Regions from separate parts of the Mus musculus genome. Here regions 2, 3 and 4 are each linked to region 1. A link is a contact called in public HiChIP or PLAC-seq and promoter capture Hi-C data. All regions are on one chromosome and are shown on one strand. The core of a region is the stretch at or near the end of the contact, and the rest is flanking DNA. Distances in the headings are between cores, read along the strand shown. Region 1 holds the start of Rasl11a (RAS-like, family 11, member A). Region 2 holds the start of Mtus2 (microtubule associated tumor suppressor candidate 2). Region 3 holds the start of Arpc1a (actin related protein 2/3 complex, subunit 1A). Region 4 holds the start of Pomp (proteasome maturation protein).

What was found. Promoter capture Hi-C pulls out the DNA fragments that hold promoters and counts their contacts. HiChIP or PLAC-seq counts read pairs in DNA pulled down with a chosen protein or histone mark.
Region 2: a contact with region 1 is called in a FOXA1 HiChIP or PLAC-seq map of pancreatic cancer cells. The contact joins the promoter of Mtus2 here to the promoter of Rasl11a in region 1. A contact is called at or near these places in 2 of 39 promoter capture datasets (liver and maxillary cranial neural crest) and 2 of 115 datasets of contacts at active chromatin or transcription factors (astrocytes and pancreatic cancer cells).
Region 3: a promoter capture Hi-C map of hippocampal neurons shows a contact between it and region 1, with 5 times the contacts expected there. The contact joins the promoter of Arpc1a here to the promoter of Rasl11a in region 1. A contact is called at or near these places in 2 of 39 promoter capture datasets (cranial neural crest and hippocampal neurons).
Region 4: a contact with region 1 is called in a promoter capture Hi-C map of liver, with 4 times the contacts expected there. The contact joins the promoter of Pomp here to the promoter of Rasl11a in region 1. A contact is called at or near these places in 9 of 39 promoter capture datasets (the 3T3-L1 cell line, 3T3-L1-derived adipocytes, the HPC-7 cell line and 4 more), 1 of 484 Hi-C or Micro-C datasets (muscle stem cells), 2 of 115 datasets of contacts at active chromatin or transcription factors (the 230-238 cell line and astrocytes) and 2 of 9 other capture datasets (adipose tissue and liver).

What each region holds. Positions count from the first base shown.
Region 1 is chr5:146,843,775-146,846,474 of GRCm38.p6, forward strand. Rasl11a (RAS-like, family 11, member A) reads left to right here and starts at 1,297. Exons shown (of 4, transcript NM_026864.1): 1 at 1,297-1,566; 2 at 1,886-1,942; 3 at 2,066-2,145. The coding sequence starts at 1,443.
Region 2 is chr5:147,955,941-147,958,640 of GRCm38.p6, forward strand. It overlaps Mtus2 (microtubule associated tumor suppressor candidate 2), which reads left to right and starts at 1,380. Exons shown (of 15, transcript NM_001359503.1): 1 at 1,380-1,781.
Region 3 is chr5:145,082,529-145,085,228 of GRCm38.p6, forward strand. Arpc1a (actin related protein 2/3 complex, subunit 1A) reads left to right here and starts at 1,341. Exons shown (of 10, transcript NM_019767.2): 1 at 1,341-1,444.
Region 4 is chr5:147,859,280-147,861,979 of GRCm38.p6, forward strand. It overlaps Pomp (proteasome maturation protein), which reads left to right and starts at 1,349. Exons shown (of 6, transcript NM_025624.3): 1 at 1,349-1,412. The coding sequence starts at 1,410.

The sequences.
Region 1 (2,700 bases), core at 47-2,546:
CAGCCTATTTCCCTAGGGCTCATAACTTCTCAGTTATGGCCTCAGAGAGCTCAATCAAGCTTGTCAGAGCCTGGCATAGATTAGGAAGAACAGGAGTATGTGGCATCGGGGGCAGTGTCTGGGGAAAAAGGGGAGGGAGGGGGGCTGAAGAGATGGCTCAGCTGTTAAAAGCACTGGCTGCTCTTCCAGAGGTCCTGAGTTCAATTCCCAGCAACCACATAATGGCTCACAACCATTTATAATGGGATCTGATGCCCACTTCTGGCATGCAGGTGTACATGCAGATAGAATACCCATGAAAGTAAATAAATCTTTTGAAAGAAAAGTCTGTTGGAGCGAGCCATTGAGTTCTGTGTGATTTGTCATGCCGTTCAAGCTACCTGATAAAACTAAGAAGGAAAAAGGGAAAGAATGAGGGTAGGACTGTCTAGACAATTGGGCAGATGAGACTAAAACACAGCCTTGTCATGGTGGCATCCAAGAACAAGGCCATGTTTATCTTCTGGGCCCTTCTCCCCACGCCCTATCCTGAGTTCCACCATGTACCTACCAGGAAATCTTTGAATAGTAAGGTAGGTCCAGGCCCCAAGTGTGTTGCTCATTGAATTTGAGTAAATCTGTTCACAGCAGAAAGGGGCTGTGTTTGGATGCTGAGCTGTGGGCATGACTGCCCCCTAAGGGAGTTCACAGGGAAGTGACTGCAATTACCTTGATTCATACTCAATTAGTTAATTAGGAACCTTGCCCTGGCTCTACCCATTTCCTCAGTGATGTCACCCCTCAGGACCCTTTTAAATTTTTTAGTTGTTTATATTTGAGACCGGGTTTTACGTAGTCCAAACTGGCCTTGAACTCAAACCCTCTATGTGACCAAGAATAACCTTAAACTTCTGACCCTCCTGCCTCTACCCGCTAAGCGCTAGGATAGCATGCCAGTGTGCCACCACACTCAGTGTACAGGATGCTGAAGATCAAAATCAGGGTTCTCATTAGGACTGTTTGACAAAGACACAAAAAGGGATCTCTTTCCCATTGTCCTAGAAACATCCAGCCAATTGAAACTTTTGCTCTTTCGGTGGCTCAGATTCATGCTCTAGGCTGGTGCTCCAGACTGGAGGCTGCCTCCAGGACACGGCAAATACAATTTGAGCAAAGGCCTCCCCTGGGCTGCACCGGGAGGAACCCGCGCAGCTGGGCGGGCAGAGCGCGTCAGGCAGCCTTGAGGAGCGCACGCCCGCGGGTGACAGTCCCCTGCTCGGGCGCTGCTCCCACCCTTCCAGGAAGGGGCGGGGAAAAGGAGGCGCCAGAGGCAGCCACCGCGCTCCCGGAGCTCTTTAAAATCCAAGAGCCTGGGCAGCACCGCTGGCCGCGCCACATCCCGGCGCTGTTGTGTCCGCGCGTATCCAGGCGGCTCTCGTGCAACGCGGTCTCGGGACGCGCCCATGCGGCCGCTCACCATGTCTGGGCACTTTCTGCTGGCCCCCATCCCGGAGTCCTCCTCTGACTACCTCCTGCCCAAGGACATCAAGCTGGCCGTGCTGGGAGCGGGTTGTGTGGGCAAGAGCGGTAAGTGGGACAAAGGCGCGCAAAGCCGCCCAGGGACAGCGGAGGGTCTTCACCCGCAGGGATGCCGGGATGCCGGGATGCCGGGATGCAGGAAGACCCCTGCCTGTTGCTTCAGAGGTCCATTTCTGAGCTCTGGACGGGGTTGGTGCCTGTTGAGTGTCGCTCTAGTCCGGTCCATCACATTCCGCGGGGAAAGGCACTCCGCGGTGGCGGGGCTTTGTCCCGGGAACCTGGGGGGACGCGTGCTGTTCCTTTGAGGGCCCAGTTTGGAACAGCTTGACCCACTTCTTCAGCTGATTTTCCTACTTTATTTTTTCAGCAATGATTGTGCGCTTCTTGACCAAGAGATTCATCGGCGACTACGAACCCAACACAGGCAAGAATGTTTCCGTGCTTCCTGGCTCTTGTACTTGTATCTCTTTGCCCTCCCCACCCCTCTCTCTTTATTTTGCTCATGGGGCCGTGGGAACTTAGATGCAAATTCCTCTTCGTTGTACAGGCAAACTGTATTCGAGACTCGTCTATGTGGAGGGGGACCAGCTATCCCTACAGATCCAGGACACTCCGGGAGGCATTCAGGTAAGGACTGTCAGGAGGGTATGTGGTGCAGGCTGAGGTGTTTGGCTCCAGGATCTCAGTGAGATGTCTCAGCATGCCCAATATGTAGGTGTGGGCACACAAGGTGTGCTGAGGGTTGGGATGTTGGATGCCCTCCTAGGTGGCAAGAAATGGTTGATTAGAACTAGTTTCCTCTTAAATGCTAATTATAATTAGTTAATTATTTTAAAGATTGCTGTGTAGCCCTGGCTGGTTTGTAGTTCAGGTTTGCTTGGACTCCTTATAATCTTTGATGCCTCAGCCTCCCAAGTGTTGGGATTACAGGCTGAGCCACCCCCTCCCAGCAGTAGCCCTGACTGACCACTGGTGCCCGAGCTGCCTAGGCGGGCGGGCATTGACACTTTCAGAGCACATCCTGGGACAATCTAAAAACCACAGCCTTGGAACTAAGGGTCCAGTTCAGTAGTAAGGATTCCTGGGTTCCAGCACCACACTGAAAAAAGCATGGAGTAGGTGGGATTCTGGAGGGAGTGGGGTTTGCGTCCTGGCTAGGGCTGTCCCCCTCTCCCCCCCCCA
Region 2 (2,700 bases), core at 130-2,629, 1.1 Mb after region 1:
AGAAGAAATGTGTTGAAGAAGCTGGTGCCTGTCATCTGGAGTGTGAGGCTCAAGGAAGAAGCTAACCAGAGCTTCTGTAGAGAGTTTAATGAACACTGTCAGCCGATGTGGTGGAAGATGGTCAGGTCTGCCTGTGGGATGGGGGTGGGGGTGGGATGAGTCCCTGGAGGAGTGGGAGTGGCCCGAGGAAGGAGCTGTAGCGCCAGGACCTCATTCCTTGCACCTGGGAGGCATGGGCTTCACAGAGCACCCAAATAGGAAAGTGAATGGCACAAAGGAGGCTTTACTATCTTTCTAGGTTTAAGTCAGGCTGGGGTTTGTGAGTTAGGGGAAGGGAGGGGCGAAGGCTTAAATGAAATGAGCTTAAAGTTTGATTTAGATTGGACTGGACTTTGTAATAACAGCCAGTCAGACCGCTTGTTAACACCCGAAGGTGACAGGAAAAGCGATAAAACGTGCCCTAGATTCCTCCAGAAGAAATGGGAGGCCACATAGAATAATGTAAAAAGACAGCCGTGTGAAAAGTGCTCTTTCATGATTTCCCTTCACAATATAGACCAGTTAGTACAAAAATTCAGCTGGTATAAAATGTTGCTCGGCACAGCAATGCTGGGGTGGGGGAGGGAGCCCATTTTCCCCACACTCCCGACCCCCAAGAGAAAGCGAGCAAGCACATCAGTAAGCCAGCATCTCATTGTCTTCTCTGTCAGTCTGTCCCAAATCTTGTGAGCCAGAGGCTGGAGAAGCCCCCCGGCTGTCTTCAGGCTTCCCAGGTGCGCTGCTTTCAGGCGACCTGGAAGGGCTACTGAGAAGTCCTGCGTTCATGTTTACTTCTGAGGAACGTTGTGAACTACGAAGCAGACAAGCTTGCGTTGAGACAAGAGTCTTTCAAGTGGGTAGCCGGCTATGCATTACCCCTAGATTTGGAGGCAGAGGCAAGAGGATATCTGTGAGTCTCAAGTGAGATCCTGCCTCAAACACCCCAACTCCCCCACCCCCACCCCCGCCAAACCCGCACACAATCACACACAAAACCCTTACAGAGACTTCTTTAGTCTCCTGTCCATCAGCCCCGCTACATCCCTTGCGAGTTCACCCGCTGGACCCCAATTCTTCCTGCTGCACGCAATTAAAAGAGGCTCTCTCTTCCGATTGGACCACAGCACATCCCACTCGTGGGAGTCAGGAGTCTAGGTCAGCGACCTCAGGCTGCTTCTCCTTTCTCTGGGGTCTGAGGCTGGATGCTCCGGACCACTGTGGTCCCGTGAGCTGCCGGGTCGTGTCGGGCCAGCAGAGGGCGCTCGGCTCCCCCCACGGGGCTCCGGACGAGAGGAGGCGCCGGGGCTCGCGAGCATCTCCGGGCGGCCGGGAGGGGGTGCGCGCCTCGGGCCGCTGCAGCCCGGCTTCTGTCACCGCGGACGGCACCTCACTGGAGGGTGGGCGGGAGCGGCGTCTTTGTCCGGCGAGGCGTCCTCAGCCCGGGCCATCCCTGTGATCAGAGCCCGGCGGCTTGGGCGGTGCCCAGTGGTGAAGTGCGCGGGCGGAGGGCTGGCTGCGGCCACGGCCCCAGGTACCCCGGTGCCCTAAGCTCGCCACCTGCGCCACCTCAGCCCGCGCTCTGTCAAGTTGCAGAAGACCCGGGTGGGTCAGGAGTCTGGACGCGTGGGCGCGTTGCAAACTCCAGCTGCGAAGGAGCTGCGTGCGGAGGTAGCCCGGCCCGGGATGCTCCCGGAGGCTGCTCTGGTCTCTCTGCACATCCTTCTTGGCTCCTCCAGACCCAGGTGAGCGACTGCTGTCCGCGCGTCCCGATCCGGCTGGAGACAGGTGCAGAGCGGGGCGGAGGCGGTGCCTTTTGCTGGCTTCTCTGGCATCAGAGAGCCCGCTCCCCGCTGCCCACATCTTCTGCTCCGCCGGAGAGAGGCTGCAACCCACTCGCACCTTCCGGGGATGTCAGGTTGAGCACGGTGTTTCAGAGGCGACAGCGGGTTAGCCTAAGCGAGCTCCCACCCCTCTCCACCCCCAGCTCGGGATAATTCGGTCCGTGTCTTCGTCTTAATTTAGCACCGATGTGTTATTTCCTTGGAGCCCTAGAATGGTAAGGCTTGCTCCATCCATTTTTCAACCCCCTTCATTCTGAGTCTGTGCAGGGAAAGGCTTGCAAGTGATGTTACTACCGTTCTATTTTAAATACAAACACCCAGAGAAGTACGCTTGGCGGCGTGCCAGAGGCGCCTGCACTCTTTTGTTATGTAAGTGCTTCACAGGAATATTTGCTGGTTGGTAAAGTTAGGAGCGGTTACCAGAGAACGTAAGAGCGCAGGAAGTCAGAGCCATAATTTCTGTCTTAGCTCAAAACTTTCCTTCAGGATAAGCATGAGATGGTTTTGGTATCATTTAAAGGCGACAGGAGGTCCTTTCAAAAGAAAAATTCATACCGTAGACTCTCAAGCGTTAAGACACAAAACAGGCTTTTTTTTTTTTTTTAAGTCTGTTATGAAAACCAGTGGGACGTCTCTGACAATAAATAGGTGGGAAGTGACTTAAAGAAATAGATCCCTGTCACATAGCCGTTTTGGCTTTTAAGTTGTTAGGTAGTTGTATTTTGCTGTCACGTGGACATAGCTAATCGTGTGTTGACAGTTATTAAAGATCTCTGCTCACACGTACCGTAATTTTTCAGGTACAAAGATGAGAGTGGAA
Region 3 (2,700 bases), core at 91-2,590, 1.8 Mb before region 1:
ACACACACACACTCACACTCACACACACACTCACACACACACTCACACTCACACACACACACACTCACACACACACACACACACACACACACACACACACACACACAGACCGATAATAATTCTAAAGACCATAACGCAACTGTTTTCAAGGTGGGGCAAACACTTAGGGTAAGGAATCCGAGCACTGCTAAGCAATGCTCATGGATATTTGACTCGAAATAGACTATTCCCTTATTTCTGTTAGGGCAGTGTTTACTGTCCACTGGGTCAAATATATAGACCACCACAAGACAAGGACTGGGGTGCCTACCTCTAGTGGAACCTGGGTACTTAACTGGTTGCTTCATAATTTCTACCAGAGCAGGGGCAACAGTCTGACTGGATGTAGCATTCAGGGCAGTTCTTATAAATTGCATCTACATAGAATACACTCTTTCCATGTCACCATTGCGCCTTCTTGTGGTGTCATTGTGGGTGCAGGAACAAGTGGTCCTGATCTAGGAACAGTCAAGGGGACTCTTAGGTAGACTTGAGACTTTCTACTGAGGGTCCAGGACAGGGACAGTCCGCCAGGCAGAAAATAGTCACCAGTTCTGACCCACCCTCTATGAAGGAACACAAACATAGTTTCAAGGGCTGGCAAGATGGCTCAGCTTAAAAGATTGTATTGTTCTCGCTGAGGACCTGAGTTCAGTTCCCAGCACCCACATGGTGTAACTTACAATTCCAGCTCCAAGAGGATCTGTTGCTCTCTTGGCCTCCAGGGGCACCTGAATTCACATGCGTATACCGACACAGACATCCATATAATTCTTTTTTTTTTTTTTTTTTTTGGAGACAGGGTTTCTCTGTGTAGCCCTGACTGTCCTGGAACTCACTCTGTAGTCCAGGCTGGCCTCAAACTCAGAAATCCACCTGCCTCTGTCTCCCAAGTGCTGGGATTAAAGGCGTGCGCCTCCACCGCCCAGCCACATAAATATTTTTATTTTATTTTATTTTATTTTGAATTGTTCTTCAGAACCACAAAGCCTGAGAGATCCTAGCTCAGTAATTTGTAACAAAAAGCACTTGAGAAGCTCCCAACGCTGCACACTTGGGCCATGGTTCAGAAATGTGTGTGTGTTAAAACCTCCTTAAAGAAAGGAGTAGGACGCCCATCCAGTTCCACAAGCACGCCCTAGCGCTGACGAGCGGCTGCCTCACCTGAGCAGCAGCCGCTCTTCAGACAGAACACGCCAACAAAGGCTACGTTCTGCGCCTGCGCCTGCGCCAAGCGCCAGCTGAGAGCGGCCGCTCTGCGCAGGCGCTCCGGTCACTTCCGGGATCTGTCAGCCTCTCCCTCTAGGCCTCCCTCCTCCGTCCGCGCCCGCCGGAGCCAGTTCGCGTCGACTGACCAGAGTCCGCGAATCGTCCGCTCCGGACCTCCAGACCTCCCCAACCTCAGGTAAGGAGCCACAGGGCGGAGAGTCTGGCCCGGGTCGCCTCCATTTTTTTTTTTGTATGTTCTATGGCACGCGGGGGCGGCGGGCCCAGGGCTGTTAGGCGCGGGGTCTGGAGCTGAGGGGCCCGGGATCTCAGCCCTTCGTGGTTACCTCTGAGTCCCTGGTGCCCCCCTCACACACAGACCGAGCGTTTCTGAGCACTTTCCAGCTGCCCTCCATCTCGGATGAGAGAAGGAACAACTCGGCTTCCGACACCCCCATAGTACCATTTGCACCCCTACTGTGAGCATTTACCACAATCTGTAAAATTAGTTTAGACGGGCGGATCTCCCCCCCCATCCCCCGGTGGCTTGTCACGAGTATCTGTTCATCTCGTCAACATCTAGGATGTTGCCTAGAGCAGCCTCCGAACCGTCAGTTATTGGGGAACCCTTCCCAGCAAGAGAAAGCCCATCTTTCCAGTAACCTTAAGATTCCCTAGCTCTAGCCCCCGCCCCCGCAAGTCAGACTTGTACTCTCCTCTGCACCCGTATTCATAGGGTCCTTTATGTAGAACCCTCCGAGTTCCCGTTTGACTCTGCCACTTTGTCAGGTGTCTCTGGGAAGGTTGTTTCTTGGTGCCTCAGTTTCCCCAGCTGCAGTAAGAAGATTCTTAGTCTACTTGGTTTTATGGGTTTCGCGTGGAGTTCGTGTGCTTGAGTTGCTTACAGCAATTCCTAACCCAGAGAAGCTGTTCAAATGATCTGATAATAAATGATAGCCATTACTGGTGCTTCTGAGACTTTCAAGGCATATCTGCCTTCCTTTACTTTCTGCTCTCTTTCCTCCGGAGAAGGACATGAGGACAAGGATTTATTCATGTTCCTGGCCCCGTTCAGATACTGAACACTGTTGGGAACATGGGAGGCACTTAATAAATTGCAGCTTAGAATCTCTGAGTATAAAGCCATCTGTTGTCATGGTGTGTTTCTCTCCTATCTTCTCCTTGCCCAGTTTCTGAAATGACCTAGGTTGGCATCCTATTTTATCAGTTCCCTTAATCTTTTGGTTTCCTAGTAGGCCTTAGGATTTCAGGTCTCTATAAGTTATCAGTCCCGGGTGTTTACCCCATTAGATCAAGTCACTGGCTGTCTCAGGGGTGGGGGTTGGGGGAAGGCTTCTTCAATTCATATGCTGTTCACAGCTGAGAGGACCCATTGGAAATTGCAGACTCCTTTAGAGGATGGGTGGCAGTGTTTTGAATCTAAATTATCTAGTG
Region 4 (2,700 bases), core at 99-2,598, 1.0 Mb after region 1:
ATGTACCCTGAATGTGGGAGGCGCCATCCCATAGGCTGGGGTCCTAGGCTGAGTAACAAGACAAAAACAAGAGGACGACATTCATTTCTCTCTGCTTCTGACTGCAGAACCCAAGTGACCAGCCGCCTCATCCTCCGGCCAGCACAGCTAAGACCTGTTTTGTCTTCTTCTCCTTCGTGCTATGCCATACTCTCATAATGTGAGCAACAGGGCTGGAGAGATGGCTCCGCGGTTAAGAGCATCTGTTGCGTCCCTTTCCCAGCACCCAGAGGGTGGTTCCCAACCATCTACCTATAACTCCAGTCCTATAAGACCCTAAGACTCTTTCGTGTTGGCAAACACCGCTAATGTTGCAAAAGAGTGTGAGGGCACCAGGCACACACCTGATGCACACGCAGACAGTCAAACAAAACGTTTTAGAGGAATCCTTTAAAAATTAATTTTAAAAAGCTTAATGAAAAGCCGGGCGTGGTGGTGCACGCCTTTAATCCCAGCACTTGGGAGGCAGAGGCAGGCGGATTTCTGAGTTCGAGGCCAGCCTAGTCTACAGAGTGAGTTCCAGGACAGCCAGGGCTACACAGAGAAACCCTGTCTCGAATAACAAAAAAAAAAAAAAAAGCTTAATGAAAAGACTTAGGGAGATGACTCATGTACAACATGTAGAACCACGTTATTTGTAATTCTAAGAGCCTGACATACGTTAGCTCTGATGACCCTGACTTAAAATTGTCACCACCACCACCCCCATGTCACCGAAAAGGACTTAGTCCCAGGGAACCTCCCAAGTCTTTGCTGTCTTCCAGTCTGGCCACACTGACCATATCGCCGCCTTCTGCCTCCCGCTTTTAAGTTGCTTATTATGAACGAACCGGTGGCCAGACCTGACTTGGGACTCAGGTTGTGATTGCCCCCCAAGTTCGGAAATATCCACACCCCACAACCCTGGAGCCCGCCTCTGCCTGAGGCTCGGTGCCTAAGCTAGCTTGGTCCTTTCCTTAGGTTCTACACATACCCAGCCTCGGACCTTCGATTTATAAAACCGTAAAGGCCTGTTGTCCCACTTTTGACTCAGCAGAAGGACTTTATGTAAATCACCACCGTGCGTCCTTGGATGGCCCGTGGGAAGTCTGTGCATTTGCACACGCCCATCTAACACCGTCCCGCGAGGCCAGGGCCAGTGCACACCCGAGCTGCGCCCTTGGCCCTCGCTCACCGGGGGACAGCGAGCGTGGGAGCCCCGGCCCAACGCTACTCCCTGCTCCTCCCACGCCCCCTTTCCTTCCTGGCCGGAAGGACGCACTTCCGGCGGATGGGGCGGAGGGGTGGGCGTCTCGGCCCCGGAAACGGAAGTGAGCGGTTTGGCCGGCGGACTCGAGCAGGTTTATAGATCTCACAGAGCTGTTTCAAAGATGGTGAGTGAGCGCGGAGGGCCGCCGTCGCGGCGGGTACTCGTGGTGCGGGCACGATCGCGACTGCCCGGTCCCGGCGGGTGTCTGACGTGGGCGGGACCCGGGCTGCACTCTCTCGGGTGGTCCTGGCTCCGATCGGACGGCGCGGGTCAGTTCCCCGGGCCTCCCAGGCCACAGCGCCCCTTCCCAGCAGTGGAGGCGGATGCACTCCATGCACTGGGCACCTCCGAAAGCCAAGCCTTGTGTGCGTGTTGGGACACGCCACGTGCCTTCTCCCTTAGGGTGACTGCACCCCTACACCCGCCAAGGCGCACGACCGCCCGTTGCATTCGTACAGCTCAGCCTCGGTTTACAAACATCTCTCTGTGTGCCATGTGTCGCTCCCGTTTTGTTCGTATAGTTAGTGCTTGAACTCCCTCGCATCCCCCTCTGGCCTCTCCTCCCCTTCTGGCCTCTCCTCCTGCCCCACTTTCTGTTTCTCTTTGAGCATAGTCCTGAGTCACTATGGCACTCCTCCGCACGCCATCTGCCCACGTCCAGAAAGCTTGGATTGGCAGAGACCGCTAACCAGTGTAAAGGAATGTGAGAAACGCTGAAATATGAATGGTTTTTAGGTCTTCATAGACTTAACTTGTATCTGACACTGAACTAGAACCTTAAGGAGTCCTCATATTTTACAAAAGGACACCGGGACGATAGTAACAGCAATACTAGAGTTCAGAATTTCCCCTTTGTGTGTAGCGAAACTTCTCCTTTGGTGCTTTTCAGTACATCTGTCCCCAGGAGAACACTGTACTGTAGTGGTGTCAGTCAGCATTGGGACAGCTATAATCATAGACAGGGCCAGTCCTGGAAGTCTGTGCTTGACTGGCAGTCACGGAGTAGGTGACTGTCCAGGATAGATTACCTGTTGTCTTCCTGATCCCCGTGGTTTCCTGTGTGAAGAGTGGGGACACCAACAGTACCAGGCCCTTGAATTATAGAGTTGGAGCCCCGAACTCTATTTCTCAGATGTTAATGAGGTCTAGAAGGAGATTGTTAGCGATTTTGTTGGTGAGGTGGTGTGTTTTGGGGAAACCTTGTGCAGAATTGGGGAGACTGGTGAGGCTCAAGCAAGACCCAGTTGGGGCTGCTGACATTCCCCCCCATGCGAGCTGCCAGGTCAAATACACAGGTGAAGTAAGTCTATCAACTAGCTGCTTTCTCAGAATTGTTTGGTCTAGACTAGTAACAGAGACCAGGTCACCTGTATCTAAGCAGTTTGTGCTGTCAGATGTCGGGTGACAGTGAC